2 separate regions of the Zea mays genome follow, and region 2 is linked to region 1. A link is a contact called in public Hi-C data. All regions are on one chromosome and are shown on one strand. Each heading gives the region's core, a stretch centred on a gene start, on an enhancer-like site or on the middle of the called end of the contact. The rest is flanking DNA. Distances are from core to core; before and after follow the strand shown.

What was found. Hi-C and Micro-C count contacts between places; a contact is called where the count stands out from the background.
Region 2: a contact with region 1 is called in a Hi-C map of endosperm, with 2.5 times the contacts expected there. The contact joins the promoter of LOC103637988 here to the promoter of LOC118473275 in region 1. A contact is called at or near these places in 6 of 25 Hi-C or Micro-C datasets (ear, endosperm, leaf and 2 more) and 1 of 3 datasets of contacts at active chromatin or transcription factors (leaf).

Annotation. Positions count from the first base shown.
Region 1 is chr9:15,321,498-15,327,740 of Zm-B73-REFERENCE-NAM-5.0, reverse strand. LOC118473275 (60S ribosomal protein L39-like) reads right to left here and starts at 3,280. Exons shown (of 3, transcript XM_035962455.1): 1 at 3,127-3,280; 2 at 2,912-3,015; 3 at 2,550-2,815. The coding sequence starts at 3,129. The coding sequence ends at 2,767.
Region 2 is chr9:15,485,065-15,491,307 of Zm-B73-REFERENCE-NAM-5.0, reverse strand. It overlaps LOC103637988 (Protein kinase superfamily protein with octicosapeptide/Phox/Bem1p domain), which reads left to right and starts at 4,001. Exons shown (of 9, transcript XR_002264973.3): 1 at 4,001-6,243.

The sequences.
Region 1 (6,243 bases), core at 2,031-4,530:
ATTTGTTATTCGACTCAATTCAATTTCATCCTCTTCAATATCAACATTCACACGGAGCATTAGGGATTCGAACTTGACATGTCATATTACTCGGATCTTCGAACTCTCAAAATTAGGGAAAAAAAGATGTAGAATTTGGTGGCCCATCTAAAACCGTCCAAAATCAGGGTTGCTCAAACCGGACAAAAACGTGGTGTGCCACGTAAAACTCTCATAGTCTCATGTATGTGCTTTTGAAAGGTAATTAAAAGGTGGGGATTCCAACCCCCCCCCAAAAAAAAATTGTTCAAAAATGTTGGAGACATTTAGGCTCTTAAACTTGGCATGGTGTGTCGCTTAAGTCCTCGAACTTTCTTTAATATACTTTAATGTGGCACGCGACACACGCCATATCGGTATCCGGTTTGAGAAAACCTAGTTTTGAACAATTTTGCACGATCGGCCAAGTTACATGACTCGTTTTTTCCTGATTTTCTAAGTTTAGAAACCTATGTGACACAGCGTGCCAAATTCAAGAACCACTATTATTTATTGGATGAAGGGTCTAGATTAGATATGTGTATATATGCATGGATGCTTTATGTGCACAGGTACGTTTCAAATAGGCTTATCAGGTTAAGTTGTCTAATTGTTTAGTGTTTTCTTTGTTATGTGGTGAGAGATCTCTCATTTAACCTATTGATTTGAATACCTTGTAGTCATTCATGATATAGTTTCTTTTTCCCTCGAGGCGTCTATGCACATGTGGGAGCAGGTATACATGTTTAAATAGGTTGGGTTTGTCGGGTGGCTCAAAACCTGACACAAGTTTGGCCTGGCTCAAACCCGGTACAACACGTAGCATACTAGGCCCGTGCTGGCCCGGCTCCGTCATCGAGCCGTGCCTGTGCCTAAGACGTGGTACGGCGGGCTATACTCGACATACCCTGGTTTTATTTTCTATTTTTAATACAAATGCATATATTATACTTTATTATAGAGTATAAAACACAAGAAACATATGTTTTGTTGGTTATGTAGAGGTAAATAAATGTTTGGAGCTAATAACTTTGGTTTAAACCCTCATATATGTATAATCAGAGAAGCATAGCAAACTGGATAGGCTTGTATAAACCACGTTCCACCGTGTGACCATTTCAAAACCATTACATTTGGGTTGTTTTGCACGCCGGCGTCTCACTATTTACAATTCCAGCAGAGCATAAATGTGGTCGCGCAATGATCGCTCGGCCGTCCGGTTCCTTATTTTCATTCTCTTCGCTACTAGTGAGGTTGAGAATACGCATCCGCAATCTGCTAGATACGTTCATTTTGTTTTTCATTGCACGTTTGTGCAATTGGGCGTCGCTGCTGCGTGGAAGATGCACATTTTCTTGCGTTCGCCGGCAGAAATAGCCTAAGAGTATCTTCAAGAGTTTCTAATTTTCACTCTACATATCATTTAGAGTCATTTGTATTAAAACAGCTTTCTATATTTTTTTCAATCTTCACAAGACTTCCTATACCTTGTTTGTACTCTAGACAGACATTCACATTTTCTATATTTGACTAGCGAGGAACCTAAAACAGAAGATATCAATATTTGGATAGCTATTTAGATAAGCTATTGAAAGGTATTTTTGTAAAAAAAACTCCATTTATATAGATTAGAAAGGATATAGATAGCCTCTTGAAGTTGCTCTAAGACTATAGGAGTTGCCCAATACAACTGCGCGATAGCGTACGCCATCGCATAGCGTCATGGTCACCTGCTCCTATAGATGTTCAAATGGGCGGGTCACGGCTAGACCCAACATAAATTGGGACCATGTTGGCCTAGCCCGAATTAGCTAGAGGGTCGTAATGACCCACGGATCTCGAGCAAGGCTCGGCCATGACCCGCTAGGTTAATAACTGTTTTAGGCCGTCCCACGGCGAGACAAGCCTAATTGGCCCATAACAGTATATGACGTTTAAATGATAAAAATATGCTAAAATTATACATATACGAGTGTTTAAACCATAGTTGGTAGCTCCAAACATTTATTTACACCCACATAACCAACAAAACACATAATTCTTGTGTTTTATACTCTATAATGAAGTATAATATATGCATTTGTATGAAAAATAGAAAATAAAACCAGGGTATGTCGAGTCTCGATGACGGAGTCAGGCCAGCACGGGCCTAGTTTGCTAGGTGTTGTGCCGGTTCGGGCAAGGCCAAATGCGTGTCGGGTTTTGAGCCGCCCGACAAGCCCGGCCTATTTAGACATGTATGCGTGCTCCCACATGCGCATAGCACATGCGCATAGACGCATCAGAGGGAAAAAAGAAACTATATCATGAATGACTATAAGGTATTCAAATCAATAGGTTAAATGAGAGATCTCTCACCACATAAAAAAACACTAAACAATTAAACAACTTAACCTGATAAGCCTATTTGAAACGTACCTGTGCACATAAGGCATCCATGCATACATACACATATATAACACTAAACCAGAGATAAGTGTTAAAACCAGACAGTTAACCGAGGAATAGACAACCATGTACAATCAGAGAAGCATAGCAAACTGGAAAAATAATTGGCTAGAGATCAACTGATTAAGGCGCTGCAAGGTTAAATAAATTCACCATAGCATAAAGGCGGTTCTTTAACCATCAGACAAAACATGGTACTACAATGACAAATAACACAAGCAAAAAAATTTAAACAAGAGCTTCCTAGCCTGCAGAGCCCTATACCCCCCAAGCGTCATTAGCCAGCATTTCTTCCACCGCTCAGAATCCGAGTTTGGTGCGACGCCAGTGCCTGCGCTTGGCGTTGTACCTGACATGCAAAGCAAGGCAAAAAAAAGGAACAAATGAGCGACCGAAACACGGGACAACCTAGCGAAACAGGACGAAGGCGCGAAGGCCAACGGACCTGATGGTGTTGTCGGTGCGCATGCGGATCCAGTAGGGGATGGGGCGGTTCTGGCGCATCTTCTTGGCCAGCTTCTTCTTGATCCGGAAGGTCTTGTGGGACGGCTGCGCGGGGACGCAGCGCAACGACGGGACAAAAAGGCGTAAGATCGACGAGGTACGACACGACTAACCCATGAATCCGCGAGCTTACGCGCAAAGGCCGGAGATACGTACCATGGCCTCGGCGGGCGGAGACGACGGAAGCGGCGGCGGCGGCGGCGGAGGAGGAGACACTCGGATGGGAGAGATCGAAACTCGAATGGGACGGAGGCCGCTAGGGTTTTTATCCGGGAGGCACGGGTGGAATGGGCTCGGGATGGTTTGGGCTTAATTAAACAAGGGCAGAGAGATTGGGCTTTTGTATACAAAAAGGCCTCATGTCATACCCATAATTTGGGTTCGCCCTTGGTCAGAGGTCACGTAGTAAACGGTACGATGAAGTTTCGACCCAGTTTGTTCGAGCCCGAGAATGACCAATCAGAGATAAGAGACCATAAAATTCCTCCTAAGGGCTGATTTGGTGGTCAGGGATCTCGAGAGAATCCATAGGGAGTAATCCCCTTGTTATTCAAAATTGAATTGCAAGGGGATTTCTCCCTCATGGATCCTCTTGGGATCTCTGATCATCAAATCAGCTTAAAAAAGGAATCAGCTATAGAGCCCCCCTCTCGCCTCAATTTAAAAACATCTCAAATTGTTTCTGAAACCAGCATCAGTTAGAGGTGTGATTCGTCGTTATCAATAGTTTAAGGCGTAGAATATTTGATTTCATTATTCGGGGTGGTGGTGTTGATAATTAAGAAGGCCAAATAGACCTATCGCAATGGTTTCGAGTAGTCCTATAGTAAGCCGGACTTTTTTTTTCTGGCCCGACCTTGTAAATGTTCCACGTCTCTCTCTCTCTCTCGGATTGGAAGCTGAGGCCTGTGATGAGTTTAGGCCTTGTAAATGTTCCACGTTTGAGCCTCGTTTAGACCTTGTTCCCAAGTAGACTAGAGTAAATTTAAAAGAATTTTAACTTACTATGGATTTAAACATGCTCGCATCTGTCCGATCCACGTGTCTTTTATTGGTATTGCAGCGAGGAACAACAACCGGTCATAGGCAACCAACGACCAAATACCACAAAAATCTCTAAAAACGAAACTAAATCCCGTGTCTCTCATTTTTTTACTACTAATAATTGTTATTAGTATCATACTCGATCTGCTGACCTGGACGCATGCCGCGCGCTGTCGAGCTCGTTCTCTCTACGACCAGCCCCCCATTGGCCAGTCTCATCGTCTCATGATTAACTCCTGGACACGGGCATCGTCGTTACCGGCAGACAAGCATCATGCACGGCCACATGGCGTCCTGTCTTTCGCGCGACGCCCAGTAGCCGCCCGCCCGCCCGCAGCGGCCAACAAACAAGAGCGTGCTGACCCAGATTGAGTCCGGTCAGCACGCGGAGAGATGCGCTCGGTTCCGGTCAGCGACGAGTCCAAACCCGGCACACGTGCTGCGTTCCAAGCCAGGGGCGCGGCGGGGGCAGCACACGTGTCGTGCGTGTAATTTTGCGAGCATTATTTATTACAATAATACTCTGGAAAAAGAAAATCCGGTTGGTTGCGCCCAAGGCACACACATGCCCTCACATGATTTTGTCGGGTTTAAGTTATAATTATATTAGTTTTCTGTTCGCAGTGTACTGAAAATTTTCCGTAACTTCTTTCTGGTTCTTGACACATATCGCTGGTTTTGGTTCTCTCTCTCTCAGCCATTCAGATTTGAAGAATCGATCGAGTTAGCTGTTACTCCCTCCGGTGCAGCAAAGGAAGTCATCCTGCGCGTGAGCGAGAGTGCACAAAAGAAGTCGTAGCGCGCGTGGGTCTGGGATTTGGACGTCGCTGCCCCTGAGTAATTGCATCGGGAAAAAAAAACTGTACTCAAGGGGAATCGAGCTTGAGACCTCTAGTCTAGAATGCCTCGAGAAGTGCTGCAGAAACCAATCAAACTTGATTGTTTTAGTGATTTTAATGCACTCATATCCCTGTTTAATAAGGGCAAACAGGGAAAACTCCATGATAATTAATCACTCCTTGGTATGCACAATTATGTTCTAAACGACTACCTTTACTGCACCGGAGGGAGAGCCTAGTACAGTGCTGGCACCTGGCAGCACACACTGCGTCAAAAAGAATATCACGTCGTCGTCGTGTCCAGATCATGCACAAGACGCACCGTACCATGCTATCTTGTCTCCCCGGCGGCAAACAGGAACGCCAAGAAATACGTGGGTCTCAGTCACCCATCAATCCACAGATGCTGATCAGGTTAACGGCTGCAGCTTCAGTGTCAAGTTCCATGAAATCCTACTAGGAGCAATCGAGCGAGGCTAATTCTAGGGGTGCTGCTTCTAACGGTGAAAGCTCAGAAACGAAGCTACTACAAAGGCCAGAAATTGGTTTAGGAGGTGTTTGGTTCTAAGGACTAAAGTTTAACGGCCACGTCGAGTTTTTGAATGCCTATTAGGACGGCTTTCAATATGATAGGAGCTATAAAGTTTAAACCAAATATCTGGTATGGCAAGAACTAAAATTTAGTCAGCTAGCGAAACCAAACGTATCTTTTTCCCTCCACGCGAAAATGCTGCCGGTGATGATGGACTGACGTGACTACATGGAATACAGTCATCAGCTTGTGACTTGGCAGCAACCGGCGCATCGCATGTGTTAGGTGCCAAGATGGACCGCCCTTCACCGTGCATCTATTCCCTGCAACTTCCAGATACGACGACACGAGCTTGCAAAAAAAAAAAAGAGGAAATTCAACAAGGGGACGAATTGATAAACAAGGAGATGAAGGAACCCGAGGTTTGCTAACCTTTGAAACCGGAAGAGAGATGTACTAATAAGTAATAAAACAGCAGCACCAGGACAAGCGATGCGGAGAACAGACGCCCGCAGTGACATGGCTGACTGAGCATCGAAAGAAACACATAACATGATCTACTAGTTAAAATAATCAGCTTAAAATAATCAGCTTTTGGTAGCTAAACGAATCGTAGCTTTAGTTAAAATCGTATAAAACAACGTCGCTTCTTATATCCTAAACACTATAGACTCCTCCGTCTTCTTCCGCACGTAACGTTTTCTTACAGTCCAGATTCTCAAAATAAGACGTTGGAAAAAAAAATCAACCAAAAGTCTTCGCTGGGAACTGGTCATTGATCAATCTCGCATGTTTGCAACTTACCCTCAAATGCCCTATCACATGCTTATAAATCAACCACCCTAAAATCAATTGTTA
Region 2 (6,243 bases), core at 2,752-5,251, 160 kb before region 1:
CAAATGGATCCTAAACAAAGTCCTAGGCATGAGTGCTTTAAGCTCTCTTATCGGGTCATTAATAAATGCAATCGAGGTTGAACCAAGAATCGCAAAGTGAAAGTCGCGAGCTTGAAGTTCAGACATTATGGGCACTATTGAAATAATGTGTGGTGAATGCGATGGTTCAAGTGGTCTTGTGAGAGACCTATCCCACATATGTGTTGAATAAACACTATTCCGCTATGTAATATATCTGGCAAATGGCATGAATTATAATATGCAGTTAATAGGATTCTGAAGATCCGTCATGAGATCCTAGGAGGACTCATATATTTGAATTATATGCAACATATAAATCTCATACCGAATAATACATTCCTGACGAATGAACACTCTCCTGTGTAGGGAGAATATCTCCTAGCTGAGATTATAGTTCCCAGATGGAACCTTTTCAGAAGAAACAAAGTCTGTGTTGAACACCAAAGTTTGATAACCCCTATTAAGGGATAAAGACCCATACATACCCGAAAAGGAATATGATGAGGTACCAAAGGACTTGAAGTTCACCAAATAAGCACATGTGCATTTCACGAGTTTTACTCATGATATTTTCCACTATATGTGGAATTACGATATCCTCTAAAGCCTTGATGGCAGAAACCTATAAGATTTAGGTGTTACTGGCAAAATATCCCCATTATGCCAGAATGGCAGACTATAACGATATATCTTGTCGATGAAAAATCCCTGATGGATTACGATCTTTGATGGACTTTTATTACACCATCATAGATGTTGCAATGGATGAACGCCTCGAGCGATGTGTCATATTTAGAATATGTACTATTGCAACTATATTATCCCCTAAGTCCTATTGAAGGACATGTTATTTGCTTTGCACAACTATGTATAAATTGTGGTGTAAGATAGAAAATGATAGCACCCCAACCTCATCCATTCTCATTATTCCAGATGAATAACGAGACATATATCTTGAAGAATATGCTTGAGTTATGAGAGATAACGACTTTGACAGATGTCATCGTCAGGGGGAGCGAATGCTTATATTGATCACATCCGTGAGACAATAAATGTCATATTCTATGCCCTGAAGGCGTGAGCTTGATGATCAATATATGAACCTTTATGGAACTTTCTATCAAATATATAGATCTAGTCGATCGTACACCATCAGTCAAAGTGGCTTATTTATATTGATATGTGCACTTACCTCGTATATCCTAGAAGTGAGTAGAGGTAAAGTTCCTGAAATAGTCCTTGCAAGGATATGCAATCCGTTTGCTAAATCTTTATGTACATATACTTCTAGAAGAAGATATTTTGCCTTATTGATACGGTTTTGCAAGGATCAGGGGGAGCACATTTCTAAAGTTAGCCCTTGTAAAAGATTCGATAGAATCTAGATCCCAAAGGATCGAAATCTGTTCCGATGACAGTTGTTGTACTCTTTTTCCCTTTGTGAGTTTTCTTGAAATTTCTCACATGAGGTTTTTAACGAGGCAATAAAGTGCAAATGCAATTTGTATCACCATGCACTCTTTCTCCACATTTTTCCCACTGGGTTTTTCGGAGTTTTAATGAGGCATGTGTTGGTCGCGGTATTCGCCCAAGGGGGAGTGTTAAGTAACCCTAGTTAGGGTTATGTGGGCAAATACCGACTTTGCCCCTGAGGGGTCTCACATCTCTATATAAGGAACATGTACACCCCTTCATAATATGGAGAAGAGAAAGAGGCCAGATGCCCAACCCTACATCATGTGTCTTGTGTGCTCTCTGTCGTGCTTCTGGGAAGGGATACGGGTCTTCCACATCTTCTCGCGCCTAATCTGCTGACGGGAGGGAAAGGAGCGGATCTGGTGATCCGTGGTGACGTAGTTCTCAACAAGATGGACGTCTTTCGTAGCCTGTGAAGGCCCAAATCTCTCGGTTTCTAAAGTGCGCACTCCGCAGTGTGGGCCAGCGCGGCGCGAAGTGTAGCCTGTGCAAGTTCGAGGCGTCACGGAGGTTCGGTCTGGGCTTCTTGCCGTGTCGCTGGTCTTAAGCTGTGTGGGCCGCACGGAAACCCGCCGGATGGGCCAGGCCCACCGTCACCGCCCACGCACGGGGGCCGTGGCCATCCAGACTCTCCACGTGGACAACCATTCCGATGCACTGTGGCCTGTCGCGGTGTCACCCGCCATGCCGTGCGTCCGTTCGAGCCCTTCGCACGCAGCAGGTTGAGGTCGGCAGGGCAAGCCGAAAGCGACGTACGTTAGCGAGCGACGACGGCTGGTCTGCGAGATTTTTTCTGAAAGCGGAGTGCATTAGTGACTGACGGCGACACTGGTGCACGAGATTTTTTTCCCCCTGATGCGTGATTTTAGACTTGAATCCTCAGATGATTTGGGCTTGTCTGCATGTAACTTCGGTGAGCGTGCCGCGTGCGCATGGGTCCCGATCGAAGCTGGCCACCGCGGTCGTCCCCAACTCTGGATCGTCATCGTCGTCCAGGTGGTGTGGTTGGCTGGTTGCTCGGTTTCCCGTTTTAGAATATATGGTCGTCGTCGCACATCGTAATCTCAATGCTCAACTGACGGGATAGATACGTGAGGAAGATATACATGATATATTTCTCGTTTCTCCTGTACAATAGGAGATTTGCAATGTAGCTTACACGATTTACAAAGTAGAGTTTAAAATAGAGAATAAGCATAAACAAGTGAAGGAAACATAAGAAAATAATAAATAATCGTTTTTTTATCTTCTCTTCACTTATTATTGGGATATAAATTTATTATATAGAAATATAGAACCTCCTAGTGATATGTATGGTGCTACCTCATATAGGAATATAGATACACGTATGTGAAAATCGTCTAGATAGGGTAAATAGATGAAACCTGTAAGTTATAAACTTTGAACACGTTAGGATTAGAATCAAATAATAATGAATACGGAGTACGGAAGATAGTTCTTCTTGCTATGAGTTCTCAATCAATACAGATAACTTTAGGAGCTAACTCAAAGGGTTGTGAGCAAGAGAACTTTTAGAGAGAGGGGAGAGGAAGAACCAAATCGTAGAGTAAAGATCGACACAAATGAACACGGCGATTTGTTTCCCGATGCTCGATTCCAATGAACCTACTCCCCGTTGAGGAGGTCACGAAGTTCAGATCTTTTTTCAACCCTTTCCCTCTCTCAATCGGTCACCTAGACCGGTTGAGTGCTTCTTCTTAATCTCAAAGGTCACGAAAACCCTGCAAGGATCACCACACACTTAGGTGTCTCTTCCTAGCTTTACAAATCACTTAGAGAGTTTAGAAGTAGATGAATAAAACACAACCAATCAACAAGAGCAATAAACGAAACACAAATCTCACTCCCTCAAGTCACTAATTACTATTGATCACTTGTCTTAATTGTGGGACTTGGAGAGGATTGGAAGCTTTGAATGTGTCTTTCAAATGAATTCTTTGCTCTTGTATTGAGTGTGGAGAGTGGAATGCTTGGATGCTTTGAATGGTGGTGGTTTGGGGGTATTTATAGCCCCAGCTACAATTTTAGTCGTTGGCTGTAGTTTTCTGTCGACGGGCACACATGACAGTCCTCGGTTTATCGAAACCGCCGTCTACCGGTACCGATTAACCAATGTTTTTTTTCAAAATCACTCCAAATTTAATAAAATTCCAAAAATTTTACAAAAAAGAAAAAATATGATAAAAAATTACATGTTTTAGTGAGTAATCTGTTATATAAGATATCTAAATTTAATTTAGTTTAACCCATTAAAAATAGAAAACGTATGGACCCGTTAGTAAACCCGTTAACTCGTCGGTTTCTCATCAAACGACGACGGTAAACTGCCCCGAGCAATGGTAAACCACAATTCGTTACTGAGAAACCGTGTTGAGTTGTATTATTTAGTATTTTTAGTGCCTAGATTTGGTTTTTGAGTTTAGGGTTTCAGTTTTATTATGTGATGATGTCTTGTTAATATCTAGTTATATATTAGTATTGTTAATATGTAGTTATATATGTTAGTATTGTTAATATTTAGTTATATATATATATTAGTATTGTTAATATTTAGTTATATATGTTAAACCGAATTGAAGGAGCATCTCGCACATATAGGGAAGAATGTCAATATGTTTCGATGTTTTATTGTTTTATGTTAGTATGTCATTTGTTACAAGTAATATGTTTTCATTATACTCTCGTTACATGATATTATGTCTTGTTCTTGTTTATATGAGACATGTTAGACCTAGTCTGGGAGCACAGAGAGAAGGTTGACACATGTTTCAAGTGTAAGGGCCTGTTTGGTTTGTGGCTAAATGTGCCCCACTTTGCCTAAGGTTAGTCGTTCGAATTGAATAACTAACCTTAGGCAGAAAAGTTAGGCAAAGTGTGGCAACTGAGGTAGTGAACCAAACATGCCTTAAGTATTACAGTGAAACAAAGAGCGGAGGGGGTAGTACCCTATTGAAGGAGCATATCGCACATAGACGGAATGAGCACATATTAGGATCCTTCCCAAATGACTAAGTGCTACGACTCGAGCTTAATACGTGAGTATTGTGAAACATGTCGATCTATGTGTCGTGGGAGAACTTTAAAAGAACTTGTATTTTAGTATTATGAAGTTTGATGATTGTTTGTTACATGAGAATTGAAATTTGTGGTTGTAATGTATGCTGCATGTTATTTTAGTGAACATAAGTTGTATGAATCGAGCAAATTATAAGTGAATCCTGTCACTTTTGATCGATTTTGCCAGTTTTCATCGATTTACCCGTGGATAGCGGTTTTTTTTTACCCAAAACGGTTTGATAATCGTTGGTCGAGCAACGTTCGTGCCAATCGAAACCGAGATCGCCAGGCCCATGACACAGTACGACGGTGGCTGCGCGGTTGGTCAGTGAGTCACGGCCAAAGCAAGCACGCCTCTCAGACACGAAACTGCAGTGTGTAACTTATCTCCTGGACCGCCCGACCGCCGCCAATTCAGCTCGGCGATTCGTTTCGGTGCCGCCGCAGTCGAGCGGAGCGGAGCCAACCTCCTGCAGTGCCAGGCGCGTCCGGGGCCGAGGGGCGACGGCCAACCGAACGGGAGAGTGTCAAGTCAAGTGGGCGGATTGCGGGAAGGAAGGAAAACCTCCCGCGCGACTCGCGCCTCCGCCCTCCTCGTCCTCGTCCTCGTCCTCCATTCCAACCCCTGCGTTTCGGATTCTGTTGCGCCCTCTCCAGAGCCTCGGCGAGCGGTGGAAACTCTAGGTGGCGGCGACGGCGATGGCGTCGGCGAGCAGGGGCACCGGGGTGGCGCCGGCGGGCGAGCCCGGCAGCCCGAGGGCGTGGGGCGGCGAGGACGAGGCGTGCAGGGCGAGGAAAGTGAAGCTGATGTGCAGCTACGGGGGCCGGATCGCGCCGAGACCCGGGGACGGGGCGCTGCGGTACGTGGGCGGCCAGACGCGGCTCATCTCCGCCCCGCGCGCCGCCTCCTTCGCGGACCTGCTGCGGAAGGTGGAGGCGGTGGACGAGGCCTCGGCCTCCTCTGGCGGCGGGGTGGTCCTCAGGTACCAGCTCCCCGGGGATGACCTCGACTCGCTCATCTCCGTGTCCGGCCCGGAGGACTACGACAACATGATGGAGGAGTACGAGAAGCTGGCCGCCGCGGCGCCCGACGGCTCCGCCAAGCTCCGGGTCTTCCTCTTCCCGGCCTCCGGGGCCGACGCGGGGCCCCATCTCGCCGCCGTGGTGGACGAGTCCGGGCAGCGGTACATCGACGCCATCAACTGCGTCTCCACGGAGGCCATTGCCACGGCCACGGCCATGCGGCGGAAGGACGGCGTCGCCAGCGCCGGCTCCTCCGCGCACAACTCCGAGGCGGCCGAGTACAGCGGTCTAGTCGAAAGTACGTCGCCGCGGGCGGTGCCGCCGCCTGCTTCCGTTGCGACTGAGTATTCGTATTCAGGTGGAGCGCATTACCTCCGTGCTTTCCCGGAGTCGGTTGGGCTCACTGCAGTCTCGGCGTCACCTCTGGCGATGGGCATCCCGGCTCAAAACCCCATCCTGGTTAGGACAGAGCAGTCGACGTTGCCGCCTCATCAGGTTGCTGCTGTTTATGCAGCAGCAACACAGCATCAGCCGCCTCAAGTGACCACTTATGTGCAGGAGCAGCAGCAGCAGCAGCCTCAAGGCACCCATTACGTACCACAACAGCAGCCTCAGTCTGCTGCTTATGTGCAGCAGATGCCGCAG